2 separate regions of the Ovis aries genome follow, and region 1 is linked to region 2. A link is a contact called in public Hi-C data. All regions are on one chromosome and are shown on one strand. Each heading gives the region's core, a stretch centred on a gene start, on an enhancer-like site or on the middle of the called end of the contact. The rest is flanking DNA. Distances are from core to core; before and after follow the strand shown.

Region 1 (6,795 bases), core at 83-2,582, 250 kb before region 2:
GAGATGATGATCTTTCATTGTGCAACCACTGAAGGTCCCTGTGTCTTTGACTTGGAAAAGCAAAAATAAACCTTCCACCAGTGAGTTAGCCATAATTTATAATAACCTGAGAAGAGAAACAGACTAAAGATGTATCAATTCTCTTTGAAGGGGGGTGTGTGTGGGGAAGCTCCTAAGCTCATTATCACCTTCCTGAACCCTTTAAAAAGAAAACTAGGCAGTCATAGCAAAGCCACAAACCTACCTGGAGTCTGAATTTCATCTTGGCTCTGAGGGATAAGAAGCTTGGATTCTGCCCTTCGAGGAGAGCTTCGATTTCTCCACCCTCTGACCAGAGCCCCCACCATGGTTGTGGACAGCATGTCCGCAGGTGGCCGCGGCCCTGCCAGGTGCCCGGGACGGGATGGACAGCCCTGTCTGGCTGCCACCGTCGGGAGAACGCCGTCCACCTGTGATGGAGTTACACCCCAGACAGACAGGTCCGGGCAGTTCACCCGTCTTCGGCCTCCACCCACACACTCATCCTGTGTTGCGGATCCTCCTTCAGGAGGCCCAGGGAAAGTGGGAGATGAGACGAGCAAGGGCAGAAAACAGAATAAACAGAGATGGGCACTACGCAGACAGCCCATCCAGAGGAGAGGATGCTCGGTGTGACGGAAGCGCCGATCTCCTGCGGGGAAGTGCTTTGTTCTTTTGACTCTTCATTTTTCACTTAAAGAAATTAAGCCTACTTTTTCAACATCTAAAAATGACTGATTTAAATGTAGCCAAGATAAAGCATAATAGAAAAGATTATGAAAAAGAATATATATACATATATATAACTGAGTCACTCTGTTGGCACAGCAGAAGTGAACACAGCATTGTAAATCAGCTACACTTCCATAAAATTAAAACAAAATAAAACAAAAAACCGAAACCCACAGGCAAACAGACAAAAGGGACTAGTTGTGGGGTGGGGGCATGAACATGTCTATCTATTTTTCTTTTCCCAGCTTATTTTCTCCCCTAAATTGGAACAGCTTTTGGGCAATTGTTTTTCCAAAAGAGAACCAGTCGTCTAGATAAACAGAATTTGTTTACAAAATGTGAAAAGTATTTCTAATGTCTGAGTGTTCACGCCACAGAATTATATCAGCTTTTGAGGATGAGGAAAGTTGATTAAGGGAATTTAATAAAATTTCACAATTATGTAAATGGTCAATAACTTTAAAAAAGAAAAAAAAAAAAAAGAATAGATCCCGATGACCTAATTCTTTTCTATCTCCTGGTGAGCTAGTTGGAATTGCCTCAAACTGAGAAGGTGGGACTTGTGTGTTGGGCATAGAGTACACTGCTCACCTATGCCCCCTACTGGTCAAGATTCCAGGTGCACATTGGTTAGAGACCAATGCTTGCCTTAAACCTGGGGAGGGGCGGGGGTGTCAGGCAGTAGAAAATTCTAGAATCCCTTGGTACACTATATTCACTCAGCCTGAATTAACTGTAGGCAGGCTGGGTCTTTTGACATTATTTTCTGTCCTTATGACTGCTATGGATTACACAGATGGAGATGGAATGATCCATTCCCTGACTTTGCTCTATTTCTCCTCCCCAGCTACACCTTATCTGATAAGATCAAGGTTGTTTTTGCAGGAAGTAGGCAAATTCCCCAAATCCCTCCACAATCATCCCAATACTTAAAAAAAAAGCCTCCAGTGTACTAAAAAGCAGTAGCGCTTTGGGGATACATATTTTACGTATTCATTTAGCTGAACTTTCCCTCATTTGCTAATTATTTTGACTTTCCCAAACAGTAGAAAAACTATGGTATCATGGCAGATGGAGGGAATGTAGAAACGAAGGATAGGGATGTGAAATGGCCTGAGAGCAGGAAGCTGTCATCTCTGATCTCTGCTCGTGACCTCAGGAGGAGTTCAGACACACATCTGAGGCACGGGGTGGGGTCACTCTGGGGAGGCACAGTGGTTGCTGAGAGGGCCCAGTCCTGTGCCCTCCCCGCTTCCTCACTGGAGCAGGGGCTCCCTCTGCCCTGGACAGCTTCCTCCCCTCCGCCACCAGGGCCCCGCCGGGTTCTGCTGGGAGAGGCACTCAGGAAACACTACCTGCCCTTCAGGGAAAAGAGCAAAGAGGCCTTCAGCCGTCTCTCAGTTCCTGTGACCCCCAGAGTCCCAAAGACAGCTGAACCTGCCTTTTTCTGGGGACAGCCCCCTGGCAGTGGGATGACCTCAGGGAAGGACAGCAGGGAGCCAGGTGCTCAGGCCTGGGGTCTGGTCTTAGCCGAGAGACAGGGGTCTTGAGGATGGCCCAGTGTCACTCGGAATTCCTCAGGGGACAGAGTCAGGAGGCAGGAGCACAGAGTGTGTTTACTCTGGATCATCTCTTGGTGGAACGCTGTCCCAGTCGCAGGAGGCTGGGTGGGCTGGGAATGCAGGCTGGTAGGGATTCCAGGAACCCATCAGGATGAGCAGAAGCTGCCCGGCCTCATCCTCAGGGTGAGGTGGTAGAGATAACATTGATGCTGAAAGCAAGTGATCAGCTCTATGAAGGGCCACTAATGGCCCCGAACGGAGCTCTTCTCTGGGGCTCGATCATCAGTGCTGCCACGTATCTGAGATCCCTGCAGATAGCAGCCACCAGTCCCCAGCAGGCCAATCAGAAGTCCAGGGCGGGAGACACAGGGGCCAGGGTCGGAAGTACAGCAAACTGCTCCACCTCAGGCCCTGGTCCCTGCACAGCTGCTGTCAGTCCCTGAGGTGAGACGGGGACCTATGAGAAAGGCAGTACACGGAGCCAGTGGATACCTGAAATAACACTCCCCGTGTGCCAGCCCTGAGTCCTCCACGTTCAAGGCAGTATACAGCTCCTGTTCTCAGACAATCCTCACGCTCACAACCATAGCACTTGTCCCCCTCTGGGGCATCCATCTGTCCCACTCAGCCAGCTGCCTCAAATCCAGTGCGTATCAGAAACATTTTATAAAATACAGATTCCCAGGGCTCACCCTGAAATGACTGCTCTCCCAGGTCTAAAACTGCCCGGGAGCCTGCCTTTTCCCTAGCTCTCCCTGCCAGCCTGAAATGGATGAAGGAAGGTCCGAAGAAATAAACTTACTTGACCTAGCAGCCTGGATGGATTAAGGAAGGTCTGAAGAAATAAACTTACTTGAACATGGGCTGCTTCTTCTTTTTTTTTAAATTAATCAACTGATTTGCTTTGGCCACGTCCTGCAGCGTGTGGAATCCAGTTCCTCAACCAGGGATGAAACCCACGCCCTGGGTATTGGAAGCACAGAGTCCTACCCACTGGACTGCCAGGGAAGTCGTAAATGCAGGCTTCCTGACGTCTGGGACCTTCATTACCTTGGTGACAGCAGGGGAGCCAGGTGTGTTGCCAGCTCATAGTGTGCTCGATATGGTAAACCAACGCTCACCCCTCATCTGCACACACATCAGGCTGCCTGGCCCCCTCATCCTCCCGAGAAGCCCCCTTGCTGCTTCTGCTCCCAAGGCCACCCTGGCTGCAGCAGCCGTCCCATGACACTGCCTTGTCTTTTCTCCACCTCAGGGCCCCTCGGAATCCCCGCACTCCATGCCCAGAACACGATTGGCCCAGGCGGCAGCTTCCTATCCCATTCACTGTCCCCTCCCCCCCACAAAACCAAACAAAAAACCGGCTCCATCTTCACTTCAGATGTCTGAGGCCCCGGGTACCACTGTCAAAGGGTCTATGTGGACTCAAGCTTTCGACACAGCTCGGAACTCTCTGTCATCCTTAGTTTGCTGGTGGTAGCAGGTGGACGCTCAGTAGCCAAGGTTTTCCCCGACAGGAAGCTGAGCAATGACCAGGACGGCTGTGGGAAATGTGGTCAGGAAGAGGAAGAAGAGTAATGTCCTGCCTGTGGAGGGCAACCCCACCCTTCCCAGGTCCTACACATCCACTTCCTGAAAGAGACCCGCCAGAGGCCACCGTGCACCCGCCAGGAAGCGAAGGACAACGCGAGCCCATGAGGTCATCTCCCCCCATCAGACTTATTATAAGACACCCTCCCCCTCCACTCCTGAAAAGGGGCACACTGGGGAAGGAAACACACTTTTTCTTTAGACAGCAGATCTAGAAACCCAGAGTCATGCTGAAGGCTCCGGAGAAGCCAATATACGTCTCATGATAAACTTCAGTTCACGGATATTTGCTTCTAATTTCCTATGGTGTCCATGAGTTACCAACTATTTTCTAAATTTCAGAAACATCAGTACCATCCCCATCCGCCTTCTGAAGAGCGTGAGGGCCGAACAGGCCACATGCTTCTTCCTAAGGTCTCAGGACCTGGTTCTGGTCACACAGAGGGCTCTTGGCAACTGCTGATTGTGTAAAGGCATGACAAGCTGTGATGATACGGCTGTCAGCTACTAAAATGTGCACTGAGTGACCAGAACCAAGAATAGCTTCCATCTCTGTAGCAAATATATGTTGCTGTTCAGCTGCTAAGTCATGTCCGACTCTTTGCAAGCAAATATATTACCTCTCACTATTCTTTCAAGAGGAGCTGCTGGGCAGAGGGCTGGCTATGTGGAGAATTTCTTCCATTTGAGCGGGGCTCCAAGAGCTGCTGGTCTCTCTGACTCCTCACACACATTTCTCTTGGGGGCAGGAAGCAGGAATTAGATTTTAATTCTTTTGGCAGAGAGCTGCCTACCCACAGGTGGCACTGGTTTTGCTTTACTTGCAGGAAAGCTCCGCTTCTATGTGGGGAGGGTTGTCCCTGTTCAGCCCACTGGCGGGAAGGCTTTTGATGCTGAGTTCAGTATCGGGATGCTCACCTGCTCAAAGGTGTAAGACACAATCTCCAACATTGGTTTTATCGGTAATAAAGGTGGAGGTTTAGACTCTATCTGCCTTGCTCCTTTGTTTCAAATTCCAAATTGGTTCAGAACTTGGATGGAAGGGGAAGGTCTTAATTGCCCTTTTTCCCCAAGTCCCAACATCTAGGGGGTTGGCTCTAGGACGTGGCATTTGGGAAACAAAATAACATCTGGAGATTGACGCTTCTGGCAGATGCTGTATGAAGTATGGGCCACTGGTGTTTACCTGCAATTTACGGCAAATTGTTTTGTGCCACTGTTAGCTCTTATGGGCATGCCATTGGCTTCTGGGTGATCTGGTGAGCAGATTTGAGCCTCATCTCATGGGCAATGTTCTATCCTCATTTCTTATCTCTAAGTGGTAACAACAAGCTAGGCTGAATGGGTCTGAACTGATGCTGTACTCAAATCCACCAAGCAATACAATATAAATCCCCTGTGCCATATATACAGTCTGCAGCATCATAGAGGTCACACACAGGGGAAAAATATTCAGCACATGTTGCTAATTATCAGCTGCTAATGCTGATAATCCTTCAAAAATGTATTTGTGAATTCACATAGAATTTAGATTCTCATATACACAAGCAAGTCTTGCTGTTTAGAGATGTTAATTAGCTGTCCAAGGCATCTCTTCTCTATCCGCCCTAAGAGTAGGAAGACTTGCTCAGACGTGCCCATCCAAGAAGCTGTTCCCTTGACTCTCCCTCTGTCCTCCTCCTTCAGCTATAGGTCTGTTCTCCTCAACAGTTAGGGTTAGTAAAAAATAAAATAAAATCACAAATGGGTTATCTGTGCTTCTCTTCATTTCTTCCCCAACTCAGTCCAATCGAATTTTCCCCTCACCCTCTCCAACCACCTGAACAGCTCTGTGTAGTATTATGCTTCTTAATCCCACTAGTATTTATTAGTCTCTTTCTCCTATAACTTGATGGCAACACCTGACACTTTTGGCCACTCCTTTCTTCTTGAAGCTCTGTATTCCCCTGGGGACCTCAATTTCTTATAATCCTGTTTTTCCTTCCACCTATACTGACAACCCTTCTCAGTTTCCTTTGCAGGACCATCCAATCACTGATTTTTACTTGTGGCCCAAACACCTGAGCAATAGACCAGTACATCTAAGTGACTATTTGATATCTGAGATTTGAAATTTCACAGTAAAGTGAATGTTACTCCCATTTGCAGGGATATACCAGCCAGAAATGCTGGAATCATCTTTTCCACTTTTACTCCAGAAAGTCAAACTATTACTACCTCCATTTTTCTTTTTTTTCTTAGAATTTGCCTGCAATGAAGGAGTCATAGGAAATGCAGGTTTGATCCCTGGGTTGGAAAGATCCCCTGGAGGAGGGCATGGAAACCCACTCCAATATTCTTGCCTGGAGAATCCCATGGACAGAGGAGCCTGGTGGGCTACAGTCCACAGGATTGCAAAGAGTCGATCACGAACAAAGCAACTGAGCACGCATGCACAACTCTCTCTCAAACAGCACTTACTTTCCGCTATCTTTAGCCTGCTCATCTATCATTTGTACTAACAGAATGTCCCTCATGGAGAGAGTAGGGCTGTTGCACTGCTGCTGCTGCTGCTAAGTCGCTTCAGTTGTGTCCGACTCTGTGCGACTCCATTGACGGCAGCCCACCAGGCTCCTCTATCCACAAGATTCTCCAGGCAAGACTACTGCAGTGGGTTGCCATTTTCTTCTCCACTGTTGCACTACAAACTTTTAAAATTGTGAATCTGACGTCACCCCACCCTTATCCCTTCAACTGAAAACTCTCCCAAGCTCTTTCCTGTCTTCAAGGACAATGAGCAAGCCTTTGACATGGCCTCCAACACCTCGAAAGCCCAGTCTCTGCCTCCTTACTCGTCTTACTGGCCTCTGTACCCCTCCAGTCTCATTACTCTTCTCTAAGTTTCTCTAGGGGT
Region 2 (6,776 bases), core at 2,260-4,759:
TATCTGAGCCATCTCCCCTGGTTTGCCTGGGCCTTGCAGGGAAATGGGCTTCCCAGGTGGTGCTAGTGGGGTAAAGAACTCATCGGCCAATGCAGGATTTGATTGAGAGAAGGGTTTGATTCCTGGGTCGGGAAGATCTCCTTGAGGAGGGCATGGCAACCCACTCCAGTAACCATGCCTGGAGAACCTCATGGACAGAGGAGCTGGGTGGGCTACAGTCCATGAGGTTGCAAAGAGTTGGACATGACTGAAGTGACTTAGCACACACACATGCAGGGAGACAGGTCACTGTAAATAAGAAAGCAGTGTGTAGGTTACACTGTGAACCAGACAGTTACCTGATCTAGAGAGAAGGAAGCAGTGATTATGGGGCAAAAAGAAGCATCATGTACTTGGAACATACGAGAGCTCTAGAAATGAGAGGGACTCTTAAAACATGGAGACTGTGAAGGGGAAGGCATTTCCCTGCCACAGAACTCTCCTGAGAGCCAGAGGTGTCCTTCTGCCTCAGAATCACCAGCCTCATCTCAAGCTTACAGCTCAGAATGGCCAGGGGAGCTTGGGGATCTGCATTTTAGTTAGCTATTGGTACAGAACAAATTGCTCCTAAATTTAGTGGTTCAAAATAAAAAAAAATAAAAATAAAAATAAAAATAAACATTTATCATTTCACTCCATTGCTATAGATCAGGAGTTGGAGAGTGGCTTAGCTCATAACTCAGCTAGTAAAGAATCTGCCTGCAATGCAGAAGATCCCAATTCAATTCCTAGGTTGGGAACACCCACTGGAGAAGGGATAGGCTACCCATTCCAGGCTTTCCTGGTGGCCCAGCTGGTAAAGAATCTGCCTTCAATGGGGAGACCTGGGTTCGATCCCTGGGTTGGGAAGGTCTCCTGGAGAAGGGAATGGCTATCCACTCCAGTATTCTAGCCTGGAGAATTCCATGGACAGAGGAGCCTGGTAGGCTACAGTCCATGCAGTCACAAAGAGTCAGACACAACTGAGTGACCTTCACTTTCACTTCACTTAGCTGAATGGTCCTGTCTATGGCTCTCTCAGAAGATGATGGTCAAGAGGTCAACCAAGGCTATGGTCACCTGAAGTCCCAACTGGAGTTGGAGGATTTGATTCAAAATGGCATACACAGTGGTTCAGAAGTTGGTGCTGGGGGTTAGCAGCCTATCTCCTTTCTTCCTCAGGTGGATCTCTCCGTGTGTGTGTGTGTGTGTGTGTGTGTGTGTGTGTGTGTGTGTGTGTGTGTATTTCACTGCTTCATTTCACCAGTATTTGTAATATGGCGTGATAGATCTTATTTTGAAGATGTTAGGATCGGTGGCCTCTTTTCATGAGCTTCTGAATCCATCATGTTGCTTAGGATCTTTCTTCTTCACAGGGATTTTTTTCACCCATTCACCACAAGCACTCAGCTTCATGCCTGGTAGCTTCCTCCACCAGGGCTTCCTGGATGTCCTTACAACATGGCAGCTGGATTGTGCCAAGAGATAACAAGGTGGAAGCTGCAATGGTCCTCACTGTCACATTCTTTCCTTTTCACCATGTCTGTGGTTACCCAAGTCAGCCCCATTGCAGCATGGCAGGAAATGGTTCCAGGGTGTAACTATCAGGAGGCAGAAATCACTGGAGCCATCTTGTAGACCGGACATGGCAACAAAGGACTTAGAGCCTGTTTTCTTAAGGGCTAGATTAAAACAACTTAAAAAAAATTATGTATGCTGTTTTATAGAAAAACTTCCTTGATCCAAACTTCATCAAGATCCCTTAATCTAGACAAATGCTAAAAACAGAAAGCTATTTTCCAAGGCTAGATTTTGCTTGTGCCTGACTGGGTCTGGTATGAGTGGACTGGTTTTTGGGGAGTGGAACATGACATTTCCCACCCTGAGACAAATAGTTTTAACAATAGTTTTGTATCTTACCAAACTCTATATTGCTGGTGAGTATGTATAGTAAATGGGCTTCCCCGGTGGCTCAGATGGTAAAGAATCCTCCTGCAATGTGGGAGGCCTGGGTTCAATCCCTGGGTTGGGAAGATTCCCTGATAAGGGAATGGCTACCCACTTCCGTACTCTTGCCTGGATAATTCCCTGGACAGAGGAGCCTGGTGGGCTACAGTCCATGAGGTCGCAAAGAGTTGGACACGACTGAAGCAACTTGGCACACACACACGCTTCTGTAGTGAACATTGGACTATTTTACATCAATATCCAAGTTCTCTTCTTCCAATTCCTGAAACTGGTTCTTATTGACGGAAGGTAAATGGAAGTGTTGCACATTACCTCCAGACCGAGGCAGTTAAATGAAACAGGATTTACCCATCCTCCTCTCCTGACTGCTGATCGAATGCAAAGCCCTGATAGAGGAAACCAAGGCACCAAAAATGGCAGAGCCACTAACTGAAAAAAGCCTGGATCCCTGAATGCCTGGAGCAGGGCTCCCTGCCTTTCTCCTGAGAGACCCATGTTAAGTTGTGAAGAAAGTGAGAAATAAACCTCTGCTTTGTTAAACCACTGAAACTTTCAGGTCTTTGTTCATGTGGCCAGCACTGCTTGCTATGACTCATGCAAAGTATAAATCTTACGTAAATCTTTGCCATCCTAGAATTGAACTTAATTTTTCCAAAACTGAATCCCTGCCTACTTTCTTTTGTATTTGTGCTTTCTCATAAGATATTTCATTTTTAAACTAATAACAACAACAAAGCCCCAGACTGTTCTGGATCTTTATAACGGGTTGGTGACAGCTGTTGAAGGCCTTTGGGGGGAAAAATGTTGCCTTCTGGGTTGTAGCTTATGAGGTACAAATGTATTATATGATGTTACAACATATGACATGACACCTGGATAAAAAAAAAGGAATGTAGGGATTAAAAATAAAAGTAAATAAAGGTTATTAAAAATGATATCCTGTATACAAATTGATCCAGTATATTCAAAAATTAAAATAACTTTACTTCTTTATGAATGTCAGAGGACCACAAGGTTCTTTTTATATCCCAAGGACTGAACCAATTAAAAAAAAAAAACAACCTTTAACCATATACTTCTGGAATTAAAGGTCAGCTCTGAAAACTTCAATAACAGACTTATAAATACGAACAGTTCCTAAAATGCTGTCTGCATAATCAAGGACTATTTCTCAATGCTGCTCTATAAAAAACTAGATCACACCCTTATTTTGTGACTTAGACTGTGAATTTTTGTCTTCTCCTTGTGTTAATGGAGCACCACGAGGAAACTGAGGAAAGCACGGTCAATGTGTCCCCTTTATTCCATCCATCTTTCACCCTCTTGGATCTACTGTCCCTTCACACCAGCCACTCCAGGAGCCACCAACACCCCAGGGGGCCTCTCCTTCCATCTCTTGGCTCAGCAGCAGGGCCCCAGCCAGGAGGTGGGCCTGCCAGCCCCCAGGCTGCCCTGCTTTCCACTTCCACACAGGGAGCCTTTCTGTGGCCACGTTTGTGGCTTGATGATGTCAGACTAGCTAAATCTCATTTCTCTCTTCCGGCCTCTAAGTCTCTTAGTTCCCTTTATTGGCTCTGGACTTGGTCCACAGGATGTCCTACCAAACTTTTCCTCTGGGGGCCTGTGTCTCGCTCTAGAGGGAGTGCTGGCTGGGGCGGGGCGGGGGAGGGGGGGTTAGACTGGGAGATGGCAAATCTCAGTGACCACAGGACAGGCTCGTAACATGGCTGGTCTTGCTGGTTCAGATTCAGGCTGGGAATATTTCCTCTTCCCCCCACTTCCTCTTTTTTCAAAAGGCAAAGACAAATAAAGCTGAATAAAGAGAGCTATCATTTGCTTTGTATCTTGGGACATTTCTCTAACGTCTTTCCAAAAGCTGAGCCCCTTACATGCAAAATAAAATGAATGATACAGAGTGAAGTAAGCCAGAAAGAAAAACACCAATACAGTATACTAACACATGTATATGGAATTTAGGAAGATGGCAATGACGACCCTGTATGCAAGACAGGGAAAGAGACACAGATGTGTATAACGGACTTTTGGACTCAGAGGGAGAGGGAGAGGGTGGGATGATTTGGGAGAATGACATTCTAACATGTATACTATCATGTGAATTGAATCGCCAGTCTATGTCTGACGCAGGATGCAGCATGCTTGGGGCTGGTGCATGGGGATGACCCAGAAAGATGTTATGGGGAGGGAGGTGGGAGGGGGGTTCATGTTTGGGAATGCATGTAAGAATTAAAGATTTTAAAATTTAAAAAATAAAAAACTAAAAAAATAAAAAAAAAAAAATAAAAATAAAATGAATGGCATCTTTAAGAGGGTTGGGGAATTGATGTACTATACAAGAAAATTTCCAGAACGTTCGAGAGTATGTTTTTCCTCTCCATCAGTATGTGTAAGAAAGAAAAGAGACCCAGACCACTGATGGAAGTGGATGAAAAATAAAGGAATCTGTGGCAAAGGAATAGTCAGAATACTTGAGCTGAAAACAAAGGAGAGTGATCGTTTTTACAACCTAGCCTTAGACACTGAACAGTTGATTCGGGTGACTAACTCTAGCACATCTGTATTTACATGATCTAGAAACGTAAATTACGAACACACAGGAAAATTCGGGGGTTGCCCGGGGAGAGAGAAAAGATAGTATCTGATTACATTGGTGTCTTTGTCCTTATCTATATGAAGTCCTGATCTAGCATGCGTGCGCCACCTGGTGGAGTCACAATACCTACCTTCACTTGGAAATGGATTCAATTCAGCAAGATGCTTTCAATTTCCCATCAACGGCAATGAAAGGGGATTGAAAAAGTATTTTTGTGGCAACCACATGTAGGGTATTTCCAAATTATGTAAGCCAATGATGAGTGAAAACTTACGAACTTCACACAAATGCCTGATTTCATCATCTAAAGGCATCCATTCAATGTCAAAGTGTGTATTGTGTCTGGACACCAAAGACACCCACCAGCTCTGCAGATAGTTCCTGCCTTCCAAAGCAGTTACAGACATCTCCCTTCTGTTTTCAAGGTACTAAGAGGTAGTGATAGTAGTACTAGTGGCAGCTAATAAAGAGAGAGAAGAATCCCTAAACTCAGTAGCCATCCTTCAAATAACCAACAGCTGATGTTTGCCATAAAGCAATAACATTGACCTGCCGAATCTCTTGCTCTGAAATTGTGGGGTGGGGGGCGGTTTTTGTAAATCTAGTTACTCTAAATGTGAAGACTTCCCACACCAACTCTGACTCTCTCTTTCTTTAAACCATTTTTTAAATTAAATTTTTATTGGCATATGGTTGCTTTACAATGCTATGTTACAAAGCTATGTTGCTTTTTACCATACAGCAAAGTGAATCAGTTATATGTGTATATATATCTCTTTTCTGGATTGCCTTTGATTTAGCTCACCACAGAGCACCAGATAGCATTCCCTGCGCTGTACAGTAGGTTCTCATTAGTTATTTTATACTTTTATACACACTAGCAAATATACGTCAATCCCAGTCTCCCAACTCATCCCACCCCCTACATTCTCCCTTGGTGTCCATTATTTTTTTCCTCTGTGTCTCTCCTTCTGCTTTGGAAATAGGATTTCTAGAGTCTGCATGTATGTATTAATATACGGTATTTGTTTTTCTCTTTCTGACTTACTTCATTCTGTATCTGATTCGTATTTACTTGGAGTCTCCTGTTCTCTCTGACTTGTGTTCTGAAGGTCATCAACATCCACCTAAAGTTGTCCCCAGCTCTCAAATTTCCCTACTTATGCGCAATTCTCCGATCAACCACTTACACTCTCAACTCTATCACCCACAAGGAAAGAGTCAGAAGGAACTCAGGGAAGAAAGAATAGAAAATATCCAGAGGTGTTTTTTTTTTTTTTTTTTTTTTTGTAAGTTGCTTTGAAATGACTGCACATTTTATATGGAATCTACAAAAACATAGAAATGTACAGAATGGTAAAATAGCTGACGTGAGAAGGAAGCAAGACCAAGGAAAACATCTCAGCAACTTTTGGAAACATTGGAAAAGTGGAAATGTGCCAACATTTTAAAACATGGATTTTTAAAACGAAAATAGAATATTTCAAATAGCTGTTGATGTTTGTTGATTTATTTACTGTTTTGTTGTTGTTGTTGAGACGTAATTCACATAACATAGAATTCACCATTTTAAAGTATATAGTTCAAAGTTTTATTTTTTACTCACAAAGTTGTGCAACTGTCACATCAAACCAATCTTAGAACATTTCCATTACTCCCCAGAAAAACCCCACACCCATACCTCACTCCCTGTCCCCTCTTCCCTTACCAGCCTCCGGCAACCAATAATCGACTTTTTATCTCTACAGATTTGCCTGTTCTATATACTCTGTGTAAATGGTAGCATATAGTAAGAGGTCTTTGGTGTTTAGCTTCTTGCGCTTAGCACGTTCAAAGTTCATCCATCTTGTAGCATTATAGGCCATTGTGTGAGTATATTGCACATCATTTTTCATACATTCAGTAGTTAATGGACATCTGGATTATTTCTACTGTTGGCTTTATTGTGAATAATGCTGCTATGAACATTCATACACAAGTTTTTATGTAAATATACATTTTCAATGCCCTTGAGTGTATGTTTATATATATGAGTGGGATTGATGGGTCACATGGTAATTGTATGTTTAACTCTTTGAAGAACTGCCAAGCTACTTTTCACTGTGGCTGCACCATTTTATAGTCCCAACAACAATGTATGAGTGTTCTAATTTCTCTGTATCCTCACTAAGACTAGTAA

The links. A called contact is a pair of places that touch in the nucleus more often than the background predicts.
Region 1: a contact with region 2 is called in a Hi-C map of hypothalamus, with 4 times the contacts expected there. The contact joins two enhancer-like sites. A contact is called at or near these places in 3 of 16 Hi-C or Micro-C datasets (hypothalamus, liver and tail adipose tissue).

Annotation. Positions count from the first base shown.
Region 1 is chr8:75,615,123-75,621,917 of ARS-UI_Ramb_v3.0, reverse strand. It overlaps PLEKHG1 (pleckstrin homology and RhoGEF domain containing G1), which reads right to left. Exons shown (of 17, transcript XM_042253622.2): 2 at 245-6,795. The coding sequence starts at 629. Among named protein-coding and RNA genes, the nearest start is that of TRNAW-CCA, 6.3 kb to the right of the region's middle. Within about 2 kb of position 1,332, at least 9 of the 54 cell types and tissues checked have an H3K27ac peak or open chromatin away from gene starts, as enhancers often do. A contact at or near this core is called in hypothalamus and liver, where this site is marked.
Region 2 is chr8:75,362,759-75,369,534 of ARS-UI_Ramb_v3.0, reverse strand. No RefSeq gene overlaps it. Among named protein-coding and RNA genes, the nearest start is that of IYD, 49 kb to the right of the region's middle. Within about 2 kb of position 3,509, at least 16 of the 54 cell types and tissues checked have an H3K27ac peak or open chromatin away from gene starts, as enhancers often do. A contact at or near this core is called in hypothalamus and liver, where this site is marked.